Regions from separate parts of the Mus musculus genome. Here all the other regions are linked to region 3. The links are chromatin contacts, called in public HiChIP or PLAC-seq maps. All regions are on one chromosome and are shown on one strand. Each heading gives the region's core, a stretch centred on a gene start, on an enhancer-like site or on the middle of the called end of the contact. The rest is flanking DNA. Distances are from core to core; before and after follow the strand shown.

What was found. HiChIP or PLAC-seq counts read pairs in DNA pulled down with a chosen protein or histone mark.
Region 1: an H3K4me3 HiChIP or PLAC-seq map of embryonic stem cells shows a contact between it and region 3, with 19 read pairs. The contact joins two enhancer-like sites. A contact is called at or near these places in 1 of 484 Hi-C or Micro-C datasets (nephron progenitors), 4 of 115 datasets of contacts at active chromatin or transcription factors (embryonic stem cells and stem cell-derived neural progenitor cells) and 1 of 9 other capture datasets (embryonic stem cells).
Region 2: an H3K27ac HiChIP or PLAC-seq map of embryonic stem cells shows a contact between it and region 3, with 11 read pairs. The contact joins two enhancer-like sites. A contact is called at or near these places in 2 of 39 promoter capture datasets (embryonic stem cells and neural stem cells), 2 of 15 datasets of contacts at CTCF or cohesin (both in embryonic stem cells), 14 of 484 Hi-C or Micro-C datasets (Sertoli cells, bone marrow-derived macrophages, embryonic stem cells and 1 more), 37 of 115 datasets of contacts at active chromatin or transcription factors (the NIH/3T3 cell line, bone marrow-derived macrophages, craniofacial prominence and 19 more) and 1 of 9 other capture datasets (adipose tissue).

The regions. Positions count from the first base shown.
Region 1 is chr11:20,163,931-20,167,551 of GRCm38.p6, forward strand. All of the region lies in intron 3 of Gm12031 (a long non-coding RNA gene), which reads right to left. Among named protein-coding and RNA genes, the nearest start is that of Gm12031, 27 kb to the right of the region's middle. Within about 2 kb of position 1,286, at least 40 of the 459 cell types and tissues checked have an H3K27ac peak or open chromatin away from gene starts, as enhancers often do. A contact at or near this core is called in embryonic stem cells, where this site is marked.
Region 2 is chr11:20,229,530-20,233,086 of GRCm38.p6, forward strand. It overlaps Cep68 (centrosomal protein 68), which reads right to left. Exons shown (of 7, transcript NM_172260.3): 6 at 895-1,065. The coding sequence ends at 899. Among named protein-coding and RNA genes, the nearest start is that of Gm51885, 8.2 kb to the left of the region's middle. Within about 2 kb of position 1,847, at least 138 of the 459 cell types and tissues checked have an H3K27ac peak or open chromatin away from gene starts, as enhancers often do. A contact at or near this core is called in adipose tissue, differentiating embryonic stem cells, embryonic stem cells and 4 more, where this site is marked.
Region 3 is chr11:20,398,768-20,402,263 of GRCm38.p6, forward strand. No RefSeq gene overlaps it. Among named protein-coding and RNA genes, the nearest start is that of Gm39605, 20 kb to the left of the region's middle. Within about 2 kb of position 2,209, at least 127 of the 459 cell types and tissues checked have an H3K27ac peak or open chromatin away from gene starts, as enhancers often do. A contact at or near this core is called in adipose tissue, differentiating embryonic stem cells, embryonic stem cells and 4 more, where this site is marked.

The DNA.
Region 1 (3,621 bases), core at 36-2,535, 240 kb before region 3:
AAGACTGCAAACACATATAGGGGACAGAGAAATCAGCATTTGAATAACACAAGGATAATCTTTACATAGCACACAATAACATCGTGCCCATGCCCACTCCACTGAACACTTGTTTGTCATTTAGTCTTGCCACTTTAGATTCCATTCAGGAATTTTGGAGTATTCAAGAATGATGACTCTCAAGGCCCATTTAGATGCTTCAATGGGCAAATTGATTGCCACCCAGGTTTGGTGGCCTAAATATTTGATCCTTGGAACTCAAGATTCCTGAAAGCTGTTCTCTGACCTCTGTGATAGTCACACATCCACACTGTGTCACATGCACACCACACACATACCAACAGAAATAATAAAATAAAAACAAAAAGAAGAGAACTGTAGATGGCTCGGTGATTAGCGTGATGGCGAAAGAAACTTCATTTTGTGCTAGGCAACCATCTTAGTACCTAATAGTCTTTTATCTCTGACTTCAAGTTTCTGGCAACCCTGACTCCTTGATTCCCCACCCCAGAATGTACAGCTATGAGCATCTGCTTGTTATGCAATGACTAACTGCTGATTCTGACTTCTGTAACCCGCTTGTGCAGACATTCAAGGACTATTTTGAGGTTGCCTTGACCATCTAATCTTGGCAGAGCAGAACAGCTCTTTTGGTTTTTGCCTTTAAAAGCTCTTCTCTTCAGAGCTGGAGAGATGGCTCAGAGGATAAGAACACTGACTGCTTTTCCAGAGGTCCTGAGTTCAATTCCCAGCAACCATATGGTGGCTCATAGCTATCTGTAATAGGATCTGATGTCCTCTTCTGGTGTGTCTGAAGACAGCAACAGTGTATATATACATATAAATAAATAAATATTTTTTTTAAAAAAAAGCCCTTCCCTTTATCCACCTCTGGGTGACTGGTCTCTGATTCAGTTTAGAGACTGTGGCCCTGTTAGTAGCTATAATAAATTTAGCTAATGATCTTTAAATTGAGTGTAGGGGTCTTTTCCCAGTGTTCTTGAACTCCATAATGGCTAAGAATGTTTGCTATGAGAAGGCTAAGCTGACTCCATGACAGGTTTCAAATTGCCAGTCTACAAGACTAGGCCTAAAGAAAACTGGGCAAGTCCAGGCAAGTCAGCTAAAAAACAAAAACAAAAAACCAGGCTTCAGTCAAGCTGGTCAGAAACTAGAAAGTGGCCAGCCACCTAGCCAGAAGCAAGGACAATGGATCAGCAGGTTTCCAGACCTACCACAGACTCTAGCCCCCAGGGCCAAGGAATGTCTGTAAAGAAGACTTAAGATAAAGGCCACCTACCCAGCAACTCCTTGCTCTGGTAATGGAATGCTCTCAGAGATAAAGAAAGATAGAGGTCGCCTACCCCGGAATCTTTAGTGTGCTTTAAATCTAGCCTTTAAGCTCCTTTGGTTGTCTATCTTGGTAATGGGGAGATCCCAGCATGCTGGACTCTTGCAGAATAGAACACTCTTTCTGTTTACATACAATTTGAGTCTAGGGTATCATTCTTCAGCGAATCATGGACCCTTACAGCTACTCTTTGTTTGTTTGTCTGGTTGGTTGGTTGATTGGTTGGTTGGGTTTTTCCAAGACAGAGTTTCTGCGTGTAGTCCTAGCTATTCTGGAACTCACTCTGACCTTGAACTCAGAAATCCTCCTGCTTCTGCCTCCCAAATGCTTTGACTAAAAGTCTGTGCCACCACTGCCCAGCATTTTTTTTTTTTTTTCTGGCTGCTCTTACAGAGGATCTAGGCTTGGTCCCAGCATGCATACTTAGTGGCTCACAACTATCTGAAACTCAAGTCCCAAGAGATCTTCTGGCTTTAGTGGATGCCAGCCATGTTCATACATGCAGGCAAAAATACTCATATACTCATGTGCATAAAATAAAAACAAATACTTATGAAAAATGAATAAATAATTAAAAGAAAATGGGCCAAGGGACAGGAGACATGGTTTTGGAGTTTTGAGTATATTGGGTAATATTTACTTATTTTAATTGTTTAAGGCCATTGCTCCACTTGGAGCTACAGGGTCTGACTAAATTATCTAGGCTCTTGTTGAACTCACTCTGTACCTCAGACAGACTTTGAATTTACAATTCTTGTGCCTCAGTTTCCTGACATAGCTTAGAGGCTATGCTGCCAGATCTTGCTCCTATTTTTATTTTTAAGTCCCAAGGAAACCAGGTTAAAGGCTAGCTGTGGTGTCTATTAGCATACCTAAGTACCCATGGCTCCTCCCAGCTCTTACCACTGACCATGTCCTTAAACTTCTCCTTCCCCCAGCTACTGATTACCCAGTAAAGCTTCCATTTTGGCTGAGTGTTTTCTTGGCTCCTCTCTCGGAGTGTGGCAGTGATCTGTCCTCACAGCCTCCCTGTGCTTCGTTTCTGCGCTGTCCCTGTCTGCTTTCAGTAAAGAAGCAAGAGAGATTCTAAAAACGTAAAATAAATTCCTTTTCTCTCCCTAAACAAGACCCTCAAGTAAGGAGGGAAAGCAGAAAGAAGCTGAAGCCGGACGGTGGTGGCGCACGCCTTTAATCCCGGCAATCAGGAGGCAGAGGCAGGCAGATTTCTGAGTTCAAGGCCAGCCTGGTCTACAGAGTGAGTTCCAGGACAGACAGGGCTACACAGAGAAACCCTGTCTCAAAAAACCGAAAAAAAAAAAAAAAGAAAGAGGAAAGAAGCTGAAGCCTTTCTACAGCCGCCTCTTCCCCTCCCCCAACCTGTTCCTTTCCGGCCTGGCTCTCTACTCCATTCACTCTGGCCTCCCTAGATTTCTGGAATAAGCGAACCTGTTCCTGTTTTCTTGGGACTCTGTATCACGTTACTTCTTCTTGGAATGCTTTTCTGCCATACATTTGCCTTTTTTTTTTTTTTTTTTTTTTAAAGATGCTGTCATGTAGCCCCAGCTGGCCTCAAACTTGGTATGTAGGCAGAAAAGACCATGAACTGTTCAATCTCCTGCTACCTCAAGGGTCTGGCCTTACAGATGAGCACCTTCATGTATGGCTAAATAATTCATACTTAAAAACTCTGTCAGTCTCTTTCTCTCTAAAAATTTTTAAAATTATTTACTCTTAAAAAATTTTAGATTCATTTTTTTTCTATTTTGTGTGTGAGTGTTTTGCCTGCATGTACACACGTGCACCTCATGTGCCTGGTGCTCATGGCAGTTAGAAGAACGTAGCAGACAGTAACCATGACGACCCTATTCCTGCTTCGTCTTTACCTCTTTCTAATTTTTTCTTTCTTTCTTTTTTTTTTTTTTGGTTTCTCTAGACAGGGTTTCTCTGTATAGCCCTGGCTGTCCTAGAATCACTTTGTAGACCAGGCTGGCCTTGAACTCAGAAATCCGCTTGCCTCTGCCTCCCAAGTGCTTAATTTTTTTCTTTTTTAATTAAACCAAAATGGGAGAATGTTAGCATTTTGTCTAAACTCTACCCCACAGTTACCTGGCAGCAGTCAGGTAGGCCTGACCCACTGTAAAAGGGGCTGCTTGCCCCCTCCTTGTTCTCTTACCCTCTTACTCTTGTCTCTCTTCCCACTCCCTTTCCCCTTCTCTCCACGTGGTCATGCCTGGCCTCTACTTCTCTACTCTCTCCACCTTTCTCTCCCT
Region 2 (3,557 bases), core at 597-3,096, 170 kb before region 3:
TGCTACCACATGTACTCACACCACTCACATCACTGATGCAAATGCAGGGCCCCTTTACTACTACTATTTTTTTAAAGATGGTCTGTTGAGTAGCTTAGGCTGGCTTCTAGGAACTCTCATGCTTCAGCCTCTAGGTGAGATTACAGGTCTGCATCACCATCCTCCCGCTGCTGGAGTCTCTGCTCTTGACATATTTCCAGCATTTGCTCACTGAGATTTATTTGATAAACATTTTGTAAGAGGAAAAAAATCAGTACAACCTGTGATTCTGCCCAGGATAGGTACCAGATAACCCTGCTTTTTTCTTGGGCTTCTTCCTATCTCATTGCCAGTTTGACTTTCTAAAAGTTGTATTTAACAAGTAGTATTGATTGTTAAGTCTGTAAGATGTGTCATCCCCCAGTCTTTGGGGGAATGGTGTGGTATGGAAGATCTGCAAAGGTCCTTTGTAGCATAGCGATCTGGCAAGTAACTGGGTTTTTGTAGACGTTTGTGTTGTCAGAGATGCTTGGAGACAGGTGCTGAGTGAGTTGAGCAAGAGAGCCTGTAGGACAGGGACAGTCTTGAACGCAGCCCCACACTGGAGAGAGTAGCACTGTAAGGATTACTGCTGCTGTCTGCTGTGTGGTGTAGCAGTAGAGGTAGAGAACACCGTATGGGAATGTGGGATATGCAGCTCAGCAAGCACATGTTAACAAGACACTGGAAAGAGTGAAAGACCCACCTTCCTGGCCAGGGTAGTGACTCCTTCAGTCTTCCTTCAATACTACATTTGTTTCAATGAGTATTACCCCAGCCAAGTATATAAGAAGTAATTATTTACTGGGACAGCCTTGTGCCCTTGTTAGCACAGTGGTTGGACAGTAAGTCCTCTTCTTGGGTTTCTCTACTTACTGTGTTAAAGCCCTTCATGTGGGTGTTCTGCTGCTGTTGGCCTGTTGTCAGGGATGAGGGTGCAGCCAGCCAACATGTCCAAAGAGGCTAAGATAGAGTCATAAAGATGATCTGCACGGCTCTCCAGCTCACCAGACTGCTTTGCAATCCTCTCAAGGACATCCTTTAAAACTAATGGTCAAATTATAAAAAGGTATAGCATTTTGCTCACATAGGTCTGTAAGTTTCACAGTGACTCCTCCCTACCCTAGCAGGGTCTCATGTAGCTCAGGCTGACCTCTAACCTTTCTACTTGAACATGACCTTGAACTTTTTTTTTAAAAAAAGATTTATTTATTATATGTAAGTACACTATAGTTGTCTTCAGACACACCAGAGGAGGGCATCAGATCTCGTTACAGATGGTTGTGAGCCACCATGTGGATGCTGGGATTTGAACTCAGGACCTCTGGAAGAGCAGACAGTGCCCTTACCCACTGAACCATTTCTCCAGCCCCGACCTTGAACTTTTGATACAGGTATATACCACAGCATGCACACTACAGTAGTTTATGAAGTTCTGGGAACTGGAGCCAAAGTTTTATGTAAGTTAGGCAAAACATTCTAGAAACTGAGCCACACTCCCAGTTCATTTAATCTTCTCCCTTTAAATAGTGATGTTCCAAAGGTTCCAGAGCTTATGTAATGTATTGGGGAAGTTTGTGGACTTTGGGGGGTAAGAAGGATCAATGACCAAAACTGGAGGAACGATTAGAGAATAGACTATGCATGTCTAAAGAGGGAGGCGCTAGGATTAGAGTACTCAAAAAGGCTGGCTGTTTTCTTTTGTTAAATACAAAAGCTGCTTGCTTCCTGTGCTTTATCAGCTGGGTTAAATGCTCCCGAGCTTCCTGCCTGAGAGCAACATCTGCCAGCAGAGGATAAGAAAGGGGAAGTCTTTGTTCTGCTCACAATGTGGACTCGATGGGGCAGGAAGGGAAGGAACTGGCTGGGTGTGTTGAGGTCAGCCCCTTAGAAAGCCATAGTGAGGCAAAAGTGCTGGCCTAACAATTTCTTGGAGCTGGTGGCAGAGGAATGTTGTCAGGGTGGCTGAGCCAAGCTCTGTTCAGTCTTTCCGTGTGTCAGTGGAATTCTGGGGCTTTTTATTTGAAACTTTAAACAGGTCAGGGAAGAAAGGCTAGAAAGGGTACAGGTTTCTTTTTCTTAGGATTTATTATGTAGTGTTCTGCCTGCATTATGCCCGCAGACCAGAAGAGGCACCAGATCTCACTGTAGATGGTTGTGAGCCACCATGTGGTAGCTGAGAACTGAACTCAGGACCCCTGGAAGGGCAGACAATGTTCTTAACCTCTTGAGCCATCTCTCCAGCCCTTTTCCTGTTTTTGGTGTGTGTGCGCTTTAATTTTACACATACATATGGGGGGCTTCATTTGGTGTAATTCCCACGAGTCCCAGTCACATGACTCATAAGCAGTTGAGAGTGTAGAACAAAATGTCAGCCTAAAGCTGGGCGTGGTGGCGCACGCCTTTAATCCCAGCACTCGAGAGGCAGAGGTAGGCGGATTTCTGAGTTCGAGGCCAGCCTGGTCTACAAAGTGAGTTCCAGGACAGCCAGGGCTATACAGAGAAACCCTGTCTCGAAAATCCAAAAAAAAAAAAAAAAAAAAAAAAAAAAAAAATGTCAGCCTATATTTCTGTAACTAGGTCAAACTTCCTTTGGCAGGGTGCTGACATAGGGCCCTCTTGGTGGTAGGTAGGGGCAAGCCTTAGTCACTCCTGCAGTTAGACTTGGAGCCAAGTAAGAAAGCAGACTCGGAAGAAGCAGGATGGTATGGCGTGTGTGCTGACAGGATGCTTCTGGGAAGAGGAAGTAGAAAGTGTTAAGGGTAACTTGAAACTTGAACAGAACAGCTAAGCGTTCCAGTTACTCCAGGCTGAGGGCTGGGAGGGTAGCAGTCCGAAGGTCTGGGTTCATATCTGAGATTCAAAGAAAACCAAAAGCCTCTTCTAAGAGGCCAGGCTGACCCCTAAGTCTCTTCTCAGAGTAGGACAAAGTGGCTCTTGTTAGCTTACTTAAGGCAGCCTTCCATTACACATGGCCTCTGTGAAGAGGCCTATAATGAGCTCTTTCTGCTCAGACCCTGTTTCTTCAGACCCTGGACAGCAGCTGCAGGTTTCTCAAGCCCCATGCTAAGCTTGTTTGGTAAACACCAGTGTAGTCAGAAGCAATAAAGCTTGCTATATCAAATTTCTGCCTTAATATAAAACTTGAGGCTGGTGTGATGGCTTAGCAAGTTAAGGCTTGCAACCTGAATTCAATCTTTAAAATATGTATAAGGGTAGAAAAGAACTAACTACCTGACCACCTCCACACAGATGGGATGGCACAGACACAGACAGACAGACAGACACACACACACACACACACACAACTACATAACATTCATATACAAAACAATAAAAACATAACCATTAAGGCTTAGCCACAAAAGCAACACCTAAAAATCCTATGTAAGAGAACACAGGAAGAATTTCAAAACAGGCCTTCAGAGAAGCAGGGGAGACAAAGGGCTCATTAGTTCACACTGGTGCAGACCCGTTCGTGGTTGCTCTCCATCAAAACCTCCCCATGTATTCACTTCCCAGGGTACAACTGGCACTGC
Region 3 (3,496 bases), core at 959-3,458:
ACTTCAGTTGTTCATTCTATTATCAAGTACTATTCCATGGTATAAGGAAGTCACACTCACTTAGCTTCCCACCATTTTAAAGGCACATAAATTGTTTACAGACAGGGTTTCTCTGTGTAGCCCTGGCTGCCTGGGGCCTGCTCTGTAGATCAGGCTGGCCTCAGACTCAGAGATCTGCCTGCCTCTGCCTGCAGGGTGCTGGGATCAAAGGTGTACACCACCACTACCTGGCTTGCATCATTGTTTTGGTAGGTTGATTTAATGAATATACCTGAATGTATGTATTCAACAAGTGGCCACTTGTTGTTGGCCACTGTGGTTGTTCTAGTTTTAACGGCTCTATATAGGGCTATTATGAACATTCATTCATATATATTTGTGATACATATATTGTCAATTAGCTCAGGTAGTCCAGTAACTACTCAGAATGGCCAGTGTATACATCAGGTTTGTGTTTAGTGTTTTGGGACACTTCAAAAGTTGTCTTCAGAGTCGCTGTACCACAAAATATGTCCTCTTGGTGTTTGTTAATCCCCGAGTATAAACTTCTCATAGAACACTCTGCTTTAGAATTTGGAGTGAAAGTTGTGGGAGAGGCTGAATAGTCTTCTTAATAAAAAGAAAGAAATAGAGAGCACGGAGATGCAGCTCAGGGGTAAAGTGCTTGCCTAGCATGGGCCTGGGTTTAGTCCCGCATGGGGAAGGGAGGAGGCGTGGGGGATGGGGAGGGGCAGCAGAACAAGCTGGAGTTGGTGGTGTGGGATAAGGCTCACCAATGGATCTAGGAATCTATGTTTGTCACACAAATACAAAATTCAATGACTGTGTGGCTGTCAATAACTGAGAAGAATGAAACTGTTCTAGCTGCAAGGGAATCCCCTTGCACATTCGAGGAAAGAGCCTCGAGTTCATTCACTGTTTTGTTTTTTGGGTTTTTTTGTTTTTGTTTTTGCTATTAATAGACAGCAGCTGATGTGTCCCGGGCTGACCATGAAGCTGCTGGATTTCTGGGTCCTTCTGCTGCCGTCTCCCAACTGCTGGGGTTATAGGCATGTACCCCAACTCCCAGCTAATTCACCATGGAGGATCAAACCCAGGCTTTGCATGAAGTAGGCAAGCACTCTACCAACGGTCCTCTCTTTCTACTGTTTAATATATTGCAATGTGTCTCACTAAGTTGCACAGGCTGGCTTTGAACTCACTCTAGTTTAAACAGGTTTGAACTTACAGTCTTCCTGCTTCAGCCTTTAGAGTAGTTGGGATTATTGGTCTGAGCTATCAAGCCTCCTGGCCTCAAACCATTTTGGGATAAATGTCAAAGCTTGGAATTTATGACCAGATAGGCTTTGATCAGTGTGATGACAGCAAGAGAAGTGCTCTGGGGAGGCACCCTCCTCAGGACTCTGACTGCCTTCTGTCCATGTAAGTTGTCTGGCCTGGGTGTGGGATTTTCAACAATTCCTTCGAGACCATGCATGCAGACTCCGGCTGGAAGTGATGCTGTTTTGGACTGGTGGCATCGGCTAGAAAGACTCTCTCCAGCGAGTGGGGCTTGAGAGTTGCCCTCTGGATATAGCAGGGAAGATCAGTCTTTGGTCCTGCCGTGATAACTTCTAACAAGTACCCAGGTGTGGCCTAAGGAGCTTGCCCGAGAGCCTGGGCGTCACAGTAGAGGGGTCACAGCTTGAGAAGCGTCTTTTCAGGTCTGGAAGTGAACCAGCCTCTCAGCATCCCCGGAAACTTGTTTGAAATGCAAATTCTCAGGCCATGGGCCAGGCAGCTGAACTGTTTAGTCCCCAGGTGACTGTGATGTAGACTGAAGTTTGAGACAATTTAGAAACTGAGTTCTGAGGCTGGGGATATAGCTAAATACTGCAAAAACCAACCAACCAACCAACCAACCCTCTTTGCCACGCCCAACCCCCGCCCCGCGCTCGCGCACCCCCAACCCCCGAAGGGCCGCAGCTTAAGTGCTAGAATGCGGAGCCTCAGCACTGAGAACCAATTTAGAACACTAACATCCCACCTCCCACCCCGAACCCCCAGCCTCCAACAGGAGCCTCCTGTTTCCAGTACGACTCTAATAGAAGTGAACTCTTTGTGGGGCCCTTACTTTGGCCCTTACTTTGAGTACAAAGCCCGGGCCTGTTTCCTCATTATCTGCCGGATGAATGCTTGGAGGGTGTCTGGCTGCCGGGTCGCTCTTGGTAACCCGACGCGCAAGCCTTGGAAGTCTGGGAGGGAACTGGTTTCCTGCCTCGTTACCAGCTGGAAGCGGGCCTCGGTGGAAAGGAAGTCGGTGCCACAGTGCCACCCTGTGATGAAGGAAGGAAATAGCCTTTCTGTCTCGTTGCGTTGACATCAAACTTGTGGGAGACACTTTAAATAGCATGGTTTCCCCCAAATAGCAACCTGCAAATATATTTGAATCGCGTTTGCTGTGCATTAGGCACCATGATCATTGTATTATCTTGTAACAACCTCAGATTATCTCCATTCTTATTGGAGAATTCTTTACCATAGGAAGTCCTTGATCAGCCCCACTGATTCCACCGTTCTTCCCAGGAGCATCCAGAATGATAGCCAAGCCCTTGTCCGTTATCTTACTGTAATGACGGGTGTTCTTGATTGATTGTTTAAAACATTTTTCTTCTGATGATAAAGCAATACTCAGTCATTATTCAGTCTCACTGGGGGATCCTTATTGTGCAAGCCCCTTATCTAACACTACGCTACGGTCAGCATTTACAATCTACACACATGCATCCGCATACTTAGATTATCTCTACGTCACTAATTGCATGAATACTTAATGGTGTGTAAGTTCTAAGAAAGTAGTTGTATATAATATTATCCTATTGTTGAATAAAACAAAAGAAAAATCTTTTTTCTACACATTCAATAGAGACACCATTTTGGCTTGTAAATACATCTGATTCTTAGATAGTTGAACCTCTAATCCATGACCAACTGTGTGTACCTTACATGGAATCTGAAACTGAAAACTTGTTCTAATAATTATTATTCGTGCAACAAATTATCCCCAAAACATCTGTCCTCCCGCAGTTACAGAGAGCGCCTCAGTGGCAGGCTTCCAACTCAGTGACTCTCAAGAGGTGGCAGCCAAATGTTTGAAAGGTTTGACAGGCCCTGAAGAGTGCACTTCTGAGCTCACAGATGTGGCTGTTGGCTCTTCTCACAGGTGGGCCCTTTGTTAGGGATGTTCATAAAAAGTCCCCACTCCAAGATCAAATGATGAAAGGCAGAGGGGTCAGGAGAGAACGTGGTGCTTCTGTGAGGCTTGGAGCCTCAGACTGACGGCCTCCAGATGAAATGTGTGCCTTTGTTTCTGTATCCTACTGGCTGTAAGGACTAGCTCTGCCCCAGTATGGATGAGGACAATACCAAAGATCTAAGTACCTTCCAGGGCCATTCTGGGCCATTTTGGGGCTGGCTATCGCAGGACAAAAAAATAAAAATCTCAACTGTATAAATC